Linked DNA regions of Sus scrofa: region 2 is linked to region 1. The links are chromatin contacts, called in public HiChIP or PLAC-seq maps. All regions are on one chromosome and are shown on one strand. Each heading gives the region's core, a stretch centred on a gene start, on an enhancer-like site or on the middle of the called end of the contact. The rest is flanking DNA. Distances are from core to core; before and after follow the strand shown.

Region 1 (5,665 bases), core at 2,110-4,609:
AAACTAACTCTTCCTTCTGGATTGGTTTTGTACTTTTTTTCTTTTTAGGGCTGCACCTGCAGCATATGGAAGTTCCCAGGCTAACGGGTCGAATCCGAGCAGCAGCTGCTGGTCTATGCCACAGCAATAGCAACACCTGAGTGAGGCCAGGGATCAAACCCGCACCCTTATGGATGCTAGTGGGATTCTTAACCCGCTGAGCCACAGTGAGAACTCCAGCTCTGTACATTTTTGAAATAGGTTTTAATTTTTTTAAAGCTGGTTTAAATAAGGTTCAGGCTGATTCTTTTCTTGGCCTCCAGTTCCAGGCACCAACAGAGGCAGGCTGAGGACTTGAGTCTGGAATAGAACCACTACAACTCAATAATAAAGATAAATTAACCCAATTTTTAAAATGGGCAGAAGGATTAGAATAGACATTTCTCAACAACAATAACAAAAAACCCAAATAGCTAATAAACGCATGAAAAGATGCTCAACATCATTGCCACCAGGAAAATGCAAATCTAACCACAATGAGACAACGATGCACAGCACTCTGGATGGTTAAAATTAGCAAGTCAGGTAACAACAAGGGCTGGTGAGGATGTGGAGGAAGGGAACCTTCATGCAGTCCTGGTGGGAATGCAAAATGGCACAACTGCTTTAGAAAACAGTCTGGCAGTTCCTCAAATGATTCAACAGTGTCACCACATGACCCAGAGATTCCACTCCTAGATGCGCACTCGAGAGAAATGAAACCTGTGTCCACACAAAAACTTGTACTTGAATGTTCCCAGCAGCATTATTCGGAATGGCTACAGGTGGAGACAATCCACATGATTGTCAGCAAATGGCTGGATAAACAAAATGTGGTTCAGACATGCAGTGAACAATTACTCAGCCACAGAGAGAAGGGAAGAATTGGCACAGGCTGCAGTATGAACGGACCTGAACCCACATTATGTTAAGTGAAAGAAAGCTGACATAAAAGACTACGTATAATATCAGTCTAATTACCTGAAATTCCAGAAGAGAAAAATCCTGAGAGACAAACCTAGATTCGTGGTTGCTTAGGGCTGGGAGCATTGGGGGAAATGTAATACGACTGCTAATGTGTTGGGAGCTCTTCCTAGATGATGAGAATGTTCTTAAGTTGATTGTGGCAGTGACTGTTCAATTCTGAATATGCTAAAAACTTTTGAGTTGCACACTTTAGGTGGGTGGATTGTAAAATGTGTGAATTATATTGCAACAGAGTTGTCATAAAGATAATAATCATAAATCTAGGCACCCATTCAAAAATATAAATATATTCTTGAGTATGAGAAATGTCTATAAAGGAAGCTAAGGAGGGGGTGAATCAGGGTCTGATGAGCCACACGCCTTGGTGCGTGCATTAAGCACTTAGTCCAGCAGATGGCGCCAACGAGCTGCTCAGCATCTCCCTCCATGGCTACCAATTTCACCTTCTGCTGGGAGTGAGGCCAGACCTGACCAGGTTGGGTGGGGCAGAGCCAGGAGCCAGAGCTGCTGCCAACCAGGAGGAAATGGCTCCTTCAGACCCATGGCGGCAGGACCAGGAAGTTCTGGCTACTTTTTGCTGCTGATCTATTTAAATTAGTATGTGAGCTGTTATTTTTATTTTTCATTCATTCAGCTTCCATTAAAAAATGATTTGGGGAGTTCCCGTCGTGGCGCAATGGTTAATGAATCCGACTAGGAACCATGAGGTTGCGGGTTCGGTCCCTGCCCTTGCTCAGTGGGTTAAGGATCCGGCGTTGCCGTCAGCTGTGGTGTAGGTTGCAGACGCGGCTCGGATCCCGCGTTGCTGTAGCTCTGGCGTAGGCCGGTGGCTACAGCTCCGATTCAACCCCTAGCCTGGGAACCTCCATATGCCGCGGGAGCGGCCCAAGAAGTAGCAACAACAACAACAACAACAAAGACAAAAGACAAAAAAAAAAAATGATTTGGTGCACCTCTTCAATGATATATGAAAGGAAAATCTGAAGGGGAAAAGGAAGCCACAGGAGGGGAAGGAAAACTTAGGTTGTGAGGTCTGACCATTCTTCCTGAGGGAAGGGCACTGGAGGGTGGAGCTTCTTATGGTGTTACGGCACATACCCAGCAGCCCTGTGCTGCAGCGTATCAGCTCTGGCGACAGCCCCGTACCAGCTCCAGTAGCTCTGTGGCCGTAGTGGATCAGCTCTTTTACCCGGCAAGAGACCAAGCGAGCACTCAGAGTTGGAGAACTCAGGTTTATTACGCAGGCATGCTCAGACAAGATCGCTCTCCAGAGTCTGAGCCCGGAAGAAGGGTTTCACAAGGCTTTTATGGGCTACGCCTTCCAGGTCCAAGCTTGACTAGTTGGACTGGAGTGACGTCAGGCAAGGTAGTAGATGCGGAAGCAGATGCATGGGGGAGGACTGGTTGGGGCAGTTGGCTAGACTTTGCTTAGTCATCATGGCTGGAGTCTCTCCTTTCTACATTTTATTGGGACATTTTCTCCTACAATGGCTTGTTCCTGGGGGTGAAGCCCTGCCCACTGGCCTGCACCCCCCCATCACCCCTCACCCCTGGAGTTTTTCCTTCATCTTTCTCTTTGTTCTCTTGTGTTCTAGTCATTCATGCTTGACCTGAACAAATCACCCATAGAAACCTAGGGATTTGGAAAGGGTGTTCCTGGCCTTGGCCTTGGCTGAAAGGAGCAAGTTGCTGGGGAAGGTGAGGGTGGGGGTCAGGGAGCAGAGCTGCAAACACAGGTCTTAGTGTCTTCCTGGAGGGCCAGGTGGCCCATCCCTGTGTTGCAGGACCCAGAGGAAACCGGGATAGATAGCTCCTTGGAGCCTCCTGTTAATTCCAGCCAGTTGTTCTTAGATTGGCAGCAGAAGTTCCAAGGGCCCCTGTGCTGAGTCTTATTTAAATGTAAACACTTCTCAAAGTCACGACCACACCTCTGTGGTGTAGCCAGGAGGGGAGGCCTCAGTGTTCTCTGTTCTCTCCCTGCTCCAACCACCATTGGAGAAAGTGAGAGGATCTGAGAGCTCAGCTGACAGTCAGTGGCCTTGAAGTCCCCACTGGCCACCTCATCCAATGACACTTCTGTCTCCTGCCCTGAAAACAGCAGGCATCTCAAAAGGAGGCTGGAGTGGGGTCAGCTAATGATAAAACCCACTCCTGCCTTGTTTGCAGTTGGTATTAGTTTCTGACATTGAATAAAGCACAGAAAGTGAAAGGATTCTTGCCTCCCACCCCCATGGCCCAGGCAGGGCAGCTCTCTGCAGACACACAATGGTGCATCAGGCAGACCCTCTTCCATCCATAAGAAACTTAACTACCAGGTGCCAAGAACTCTACTTACCCAAGTCTTCTAGAGTCCCAGGTGATTGTTTTACAGAGGTTGCTCTGCCCTTGTCCGCTGTGATGAATTTTACAATTCAGGGGAAAAAAATCTTTTATTAGCTTTGTTTATCTCACTATGACAGGAATAAATATTCCAAACCAAAAAAAAAAAAAAGGGCTTTTCTGGATTGTGTTAATTCCGCTGCAGGCGCTGAACTGAGTCCAGCGACTCCTGCAGAGACTAGCTAATTCCTCCAGCTGGTGAGGGAGTGGCTTTCCAAGGGTAGCCTGGACACCAGCCAGGGCCAAGGAGCAGAATTCCCCAGAAACTCCCCAGAACCCCCAGCTTCTCCAGCATCCACTGGCTGGAGGTGACAGGAGAGTCAACCCCAAAGAAGAGCTTGGCTGGGCCTCAGTCCCAGAAGCAGAAGTGACTCTGCACACCGCATGGGTGGCTGGGGACAGGTGTGCAGAGCTGCAGAGGGCAGAGGCCAGGAGAAGCAGGGGTTGGAGGAGGACTGGGGTCGCTGGCCAGAGGCACGGCCATGTGCCACCGTCCTGTTCCCGAGGCACCTGCTGGCCCTTCCAGGCCCAGGCTGGACAGATCCCTGGTGGCAAAGACCCCGCCTGATGGCCAGGGGCATTCTTGGCTGCCTGCAGTCCTGGGCCTGCAGAGGAGGCAGCAGAAGGTTGTACCAGCCCTGTGGGGGAAAGCTGGGCTGTAGGGAAGCCGTGTCACCCAAGGACTCTTCCATCTGTGTTCCTCCCTCTGCTCTGGCCAGGGCCCTGGGCCTCTCCTAACAGCAGCTCAGTGTTTCCCAAGCCTCTGTCATCTGGAACCATCAGCAGCATGATGACAAACACCCAGAAAAGTGGTGAACGAACCAGCCAGAGACTCCTGCTGTTTCTCTTGCAGATGGGCCCCCACAGCCTCAGAATGAGAGAGAGAAGAGTAGTAAACAATAAGACCAGCATCAGCACTGAGTGTGTTCCACTGAATTCACCCATGAAACCCAGGTCTTTGGTCTTGAGGGCAGGGTGTCCATCCCCAGCTCCACATTCCTGAGTTGACCTCCGACCAGAGCTTCTGCCCTCTTTTCCTTCTTTTCGATCTCTTTTGAGGGATTTTTGCATAAAGAGTGTTAACAGGATAAATCTAAAATACTGCAGTGACCCATCTTAGGAAACAAGAGCTGGAATCAGAGAGTTCAAGCAGCAGAACAATGGAGAGGGGGAGGGGAGAGGTGTGGTCAGTAGACCTAAGAGGTGGGGAGACCCAGATTCAAGGCAGCAGGGGAGGCTGGAGAGGAGCAGAGCTAGGGAGTCGGGAGAGGAGGGCAGAGTTCTGGCAGGACCAGTCCAGTAGGACAATGGAGATGTCACCAGACAACATGTCAGCTTCCAAGAAACCTTTAATTACCTAGATCCTCTCTCAAGTCTTATAAAGCTGAAGCTCACCAACAAACTTGATTTCAAAGCTTGGGCTATAGCACCTTCTTGACTGGATACAAGATCCAAGGGACGAAGGGAAGGAGGAACTCCAGGCTGGGCCTCCTCCTGGCAGTACTACCACAGGCGACTTTGGTGATGTAGGCAAAACACCAGGAATTCAAAGGCTCAGAGTTTTGGGGGCCAGAAGTTAGGACTCAACGGGTCAGGAGGGCTATAGTCCCTGAAAGTTTCCAGGGGAGGATCTTCCTGCTCCCCCCAACCCTGGGGCAGTGGGCAGTCCTGCTCCCTCTGCCTCTGTCTTCACCTGTCCTCCCCCAGGTGTCTCTCAGCCTCTTCTTAGAAGGACACTAGGCTTAGGGACCACCCAACCAGTGTGACCTGATTTTAACTAATTATATCTACAAAGACCCTACCTCCAAGTAAGGCAAATTTGGAGGTTCCAGGAGGACGTGGTTTTGGGCACCATTAGCTGACCCAGTACAGTCTGCCTTTTGGTCTCCTGTCACTAATACCCTACTACTTGTTTACTTAACAATTATCCATCTGACTCTCTTGAACAAAAGCTACATGAAGGCCCAGACTGTGTCTTCCTGTGTCCCAGGTCCCCATAAGCCTAGCATGCCTGGCACAGAACAGAATCTGATCCAGGCGACGTTTAGTGAATAATTACTTGCATAGTCTTGAAGGACTCCAACAGTAGTTGATTTTTCACTAATTAACTAGTTCTATTTCAACACTGTATTAAAAATGCAGAATTTGGGAGTTCCCGTCGTGGCACAGTGGTTAATGAATCCGACTAGGAACCATGAGATTGCGGGTTCGGTCCCTGCCCTTGCTCAGTGGGTTAACGATCCGGCGTTGCCGTGAGCTGTGGTGTAGGTTGCAGATGCGG
Region 2 (5,665 bases), core at 1,907-4,406, 120 kb after region 1:
AAGCCAGTAAAAACTTTTTTAAAGTACAAAGGCAAACTAAAATGAACAATTCTGAACTGTAAGCGTGGTTGATAGTGACATTTATAAACTAATCTTGGAGTTCCTGTTGTGGCTCTGTGGAAACGAATCTGACTAGCATCCATAAGGACACAGGTTTGATCTCTGGCCTTGCTCAGAGGGTTAGGATCCGGCGTTGCTGTGAGCTGTGGTGTAGGTAGCAGATGTGGCTCAGATCTGACGTTGCTGTGGCTGTGACATAGGCTGATGGCTATGGCTCTGATTTGACCGGTAGCCTAGGAACCTCCATATGCCTTGGGTGGGGCCCTAAAAAAGACCAAAAAAAAAAAAAAATCTTATTTTAGAAAACTTGATTAAAAGCCCTCCGTGATCATGGCAGGGGCCATGGTGACCTTGGGCAGCTGGTGACTGGTGAGTGATGTTACACGAGCTGGGCCAGTAGTCTAAGTAGTGACAGATTCTCATTTGGAGAGAAGGTGTGTTGTTGCCCTGGTTTAGCAGCCTCGTGGGATGTGGAGCTTCCCAGTATTCATTAAAGAGACTAAAGAAATGTATGACATCTTCTCTCACTGGGCTGTGGTTAAGTAAGGACGTGTGGAATTCAAAACTGGGGGCTGATGGAAAAATGAAATAAAATGTGAGGGTGATTGCTGGAGCAGAACTTCTCACTGCGTCAACAGAGGCAAAATGTAATCTTCTCAGATGTGGGACATATGTGGCTGGCAATTTCCAGTTCAGGAGTGTGGGTAGACATGGTTTTAAGTATCCCCCAAAGAAATAACCATCAAAAGAGAACAGAAAGTGCCCTCAGGCTGTTGTATATTATTTGAAGTTGTTGCAGGCTTCCATGTGACTTCTTAACCTGCTTCATTCACAGCCCTTCTCTAGCCCAATTCCTCTTTCAAAGTACAAAATTCTGAATGGCAGAAAAAATTATCCTTGTTTTCTTCCTTTTAAATACCATTAAATTCCCCAGAACTTGTGACTTTAAGGACTTTACAGGAATTCAAATTACCTATGGTGGAATTTCTTCACCTATTTTTATTAACTGACTCCTTTGGTTGTTAGTTCACAAGGCTGAGACCTGCACAGGGTTTCCCAAGGACATCTACGATCTGACTAAGGGGATTCCATCTCTTGGTTAACAAGAGAAATGACCACTGTCTTAAAACTTACTAGAATCTCAATATTGTAAGAATGAAGTTGAACAAGCTCTTAGTTGAACTTTCCAGATGCTTTTACAATTAGAGAAAGGGAGAATGTAGAAGGATTAGGCGCTGGCATTAGACATCAATAGGTACCACCTGAATTCAGAGGCTGTTTTTATGTTTTAATTACTTACGGAAAGCAAGGCAGAATCTATACTTCCCAGCCCTTCTCCACTGAGCAATAGTATCAAAACACTATGACCCTGGGTGAGACCAGATGTACAAAGAGAGATGAAGAGAAAATAGAAAAAACCTGCAATTTCCTGCCTCTCAAGAGATAAGACGTTGAATTTGCCTTTGAAGTTAAATGTCTTTTTTTCTGGGAAGCCACCCAATGGAGAAATACCCTCTTCTAGGAAGGTGATATTTGAAACCATGTGGCTCTGGCTCCAAGGAGCTAAACTCCTCTGCATAATAATATAAAGGGTATAATTATTGTGGTTAGAGTCACTTTTCTGCAGATTGTGCTTCTTTAGAGTAATTTTCTTTCCCAAATATGGATTTACACTTCAATGTGCCAATGTTAAAATTATTGCTTACTTTTGTGATGTTAATGCATTGTTCCTCAAAGGCAATGTTGAGAAAAGATCCCCAGTCTGCAAGAAATCCATGCAGGCCTGACCTTCTCTTCACTTCTCTGCACTAGAGGAGAGACCATTGAAAAAGAAAAAAGAGAAAGAAGGAAAAGTCAGAATGGCAAGGTATGGCCACATAAAAAGGGAAAAGAATTGACTGGGCTTTGGGTGGCTCAGTACATACACCAATTACCAGTCTAGAAAACAAGTCTAAGTAAATTTAAAATAAATGACCATAGCAGAATTACTAGAAAGCAATAACAGAAAAACATCTGAAAACATCATAAATATTTGGAAATTAAACTTCTAAATAGAAATATGGAAGTATTTTAAACTGAAAAAGATGAAATCACAAGTCAAAATTATGAGATGCAGCTAAATCAGTGCTTTGAGGGACATTATATTAGAAAAGAGAAAGACCTAGCATCAGTATTCTAAGCTTACACCACATTTGTTAATCACTAAGTCCCGTCAGTTCTACTTCCTAAATATTTCTTAGTTTACTTCTCTCCATCATGCTATCTCAGCCTCCTAACAGATCTCCATATCCAGTCTTGCCTTCCTCTCACCCCAGATCTTCTATTTCTTCTGTTCAGCAGCATCTCTCATTACTTCCTCCTTGCATTCCAGCCTCACTGATCTTCTTGAGTTTCTTAGAGTTATCATACCTTCCTCTGGGTCTTTTCAGACATGTTCCTAGACCACTCTTTTACCTCCAGGCCACATTATTAGCTTCCACACATGGAAAAATCCTACCTTAAACTTCTCTTCTTTCTGGAAGCCCTGCTGCTGCTATAGATAGCTTCTACTATAGCTCATTGTACTTCCTTTGTGGTAGCATTTAACATCTCTTTATCACCCATTTAATTGCCTCTTTTTCCTGACTGCTTGGGGGAGACTAGATGAAGTCTTCTACATCTGATATTGTATATCTGGCCACTAACACAATTCCTGGAACATAGTAGGAGCAAACTAAATATTTGACAAATGAGTGAAAACCTATTTTAGTAGAAATATGACCACCAGGTTTGTGGTTACAAGTCAATGAGGTCATGACTTGGGGATTACAGCTTTCAGTCAACATTGGTTTTTTCCCCAGCATCCACTTATTCTTCCAGTTTAACAATGGCCCTGAATTCTCTTTGGGGATCCATGTGGTTCCTGGGAAGCATATACTTACCCTGGCTCCAGCAGTTACATAAATATTCACGATTGAGAAAGCCGATCTGCTCTTGTGGTTTCTACTACTTGAAACTACAATTTCTCAATTAAATGAGTTACTGGGACTCCCTATAAGGCTTCGGGGCCCTCCCATTTCATCATCTTCCTGTCATGAGAAGTACTGGGTGAAGTTCTCTGGCAGTGTTCCTGTCATGATTCTTTGGAAGGACTATTTAGAAGGATCTGGGTGATTGCCTAATGCCCTAGAAAGAGCATAAGCAATAACTTGGCACATGTTCGAATGAAACATGTCTAATGTCATGAAGAAGGTGAAACAGATAAGAATAATAAAGGAAAACCAAAGTGGAATTAACCTAAATTTAAATAGTATCACTCCCATGATATTTTTTGCATAGAGCAAGCAAATGGAAATGGCTGTCTGGCCGAAAGAGAAAATGCTGTGTCTTATTCCATCTATTTTTTTCCTTTTTTTCTATTTTCTAAAATAACATGAATTGTCTTTTCCACAATATAAATAATTCATGTTTATTATGGACAATTTGGGCATTTAAAAATGTATATAAAGAAATGGATCTCCCCAAACAATACACAGCGTAACCACTGATAATGTCTTTTTTTGGTAATGTTCTGATGCATTTTCTTTCATAAGTTTTTGCACATGGAATATAGATGAATATTTTCCTTTTCAAAATTCAAGTGTATGTTTTTCGTATATTGCTTTTGTCTATGTAAATTATGACCCCCAAAAGTAATTTTTAAAACCTTCCATTTTGTGGATATGCTGTGATTTTTAAAAAATTTTTGTTAAAGTGTAGTTGATTTGCAATATTGTGCAATTTCTGCTGTATAGCAAAGTGACACAGTCATAAATACATACATATATATATATATATATATATATATATGTATATGTATACATTCTTTTTCTTATATTCTTCTCCCAGGAGATTGGATATAGTTCCTTGTGCTGTACAGTAGGACCACATTGCTTATCCATTCTAAAGTTAATAGTTTGCATCTACTAAACCCAAACTCCCAGTCCATCCCACTCCCCTGCTGTAATTTTTTTTCCATTTTTTTTATTACTCAAATGAATTTATCACATCTGTCGTTGTATAATGATCATAACAATCTGATTTCACAGGATTTCCATCCCACAGCCCAAGCACATCCCCCACCCCCAAAACTGTCTCCTCTGGAGACCATTAAGTTTTTTCAATGTCTGTGAGTCAGCATCTGTTCTGAAAAGAAGTTCTGTCTGTCCTTTCTTCAGATTCCATATGTCAGTGAAAGCATTTGATGTTGGTGTCTCATTGTATGGCTGACTTCACTTAGCATGATAGTGTCTAGGTCCATCCATGTTGCTAAAAATGCTGGTATTCCGTTCTTTTTGATGGATGAGTAATCTTCCATTGTGTATATGTACCACATCTTCTGGATCCACTCCTCTGTCGATGGACATTTAGGTTGTTTCCACGTCTTGGCTATTGTAAATAGTGCTGCAATGAACACTGGAGTTCATGTGTCTTTTCCAGTCATGGTTTTCTCTGGATAGATGCCCCAGGAGTGGGACTGCTGGATCAAATGGTAGTTCTATTTTTAGTTTTCTGAGGAATCTCCATACTGCTTTCCACAGTGGTTGCACCAATTTACAATCCCACCAACAGTGTACTAAGGTTCCTTTTTCTCCGTACCCTCTCCAGCACTTCTTGTTTGTAGACTTTTGGATGATGGCCATTCTGGCTGGCGTAAGGTGCTACCTCATTGTGGTTTTGATTTGCATTTCTCTAATAATGAGTGACGCTGAACATCTTTTCATGTGTTTCTCGGCCATCTGTATGTCTTCTTTGGAGAATTGTCTGTTTAGATCTTCTGCCCATTTTTTGATGGGGTTGTTTGTTTTTTTGGTATGGAGCTGCAGAAGTTGTTTATAAATTTTGGAGATTAATCCTGTGTCAGTCAATTCACTTGCAAAGATTTTCTCCCATTCTATGGGTTGTCTTTTTGTGTTGTTTAGGGTTTCCTTTGCTGTGCAGAATCTTTGAAGTTTGAGTAGGTCCCATTTGTTTATTTTTCTTTTTATTGTCAATACTTTGACAGGTGGATCTGAGAAGATGTTGCTGTCGTTTATGTCAGAGTGGGTTTGGCCTATGTTTTCCTCTAAGAGTTTGATAGTGTCTGGTCTTATATATAGGTCTTTTAATCCATTTGGAGTTTAATTTTGTGTATGGTGTTAGGGAGTGTTCCAATTTCATTCTTTTCCATGTGGCTGTCCAGTTTTCCCAGCACCACTTATTGAACAAGCTGTCCTTTCTCCATTGTATAGTCTTGCTTCCTTTGTCATAGATTAGTTGGCTGTAAGTGCATGTGTTTAATTCTGGCCTTTCTATCCTGTTCCACTGATCTATATGTCTGTCTTTGTACCAGTACCATGCAGTTTTGATGACTGTTGCTTTGTAGTATAGTCTGAAGTCTGGGAGCCTGATTCCTCCAGCTCCATTTTTCTTTTTCAGGATGTCTTTGGCTATTCTGGGTCTTTTGTACTTTCAAACAAACTTCAAAATATTTTGTTCAAGTTCTGTGAAAAATGTCCTTGGTAATTTGATAGGGATTGCATTGAATCTGAATATTGCCTTGGGTAGTATAGTCATTTTGATAATATTAACTCTTCCAATCCACGAG

What was found. HiChIP or PLAC-seq counts read pairs in DNA pulled down with a chosen protein or histone mark.
Region 2: an H3K27ac HiChIP or PLAC-seq map of alveolar macrophages shows a contact between it and region 1. The contact joins the enhancer-like site here to the promoter of CNDP1 in region 1.

What each region holds. Positions count from the first base shown.
Region 1 is chr1:149,548,653-149,554,317 of Sscrofa11.1, forward strand. It overlaps CNDP1 (carnosine dipeptidase 1), which reads right to left and starts at 3,360. Exons shown (of 12, transcript NM_001290324.1): 1 at 3,341-3,360.
Region 2 is chr1:149,666,860-149,672,524 of Sscrofa11.1, forward strand. No RefSeq gene overlaps it. Among named protein-coding and RNA genes, the nearest start is that of C1H18orf63, 56 kb to the right of the region's middle. Within about 2 kb of position 3,157, at least 6 of the 83 cell types and tissues checked have an H3K27ac peak or open chromatin away from gene starts, as enhancers often do. A contact at or near this core is called in alveolar macrophages, where this site is marked.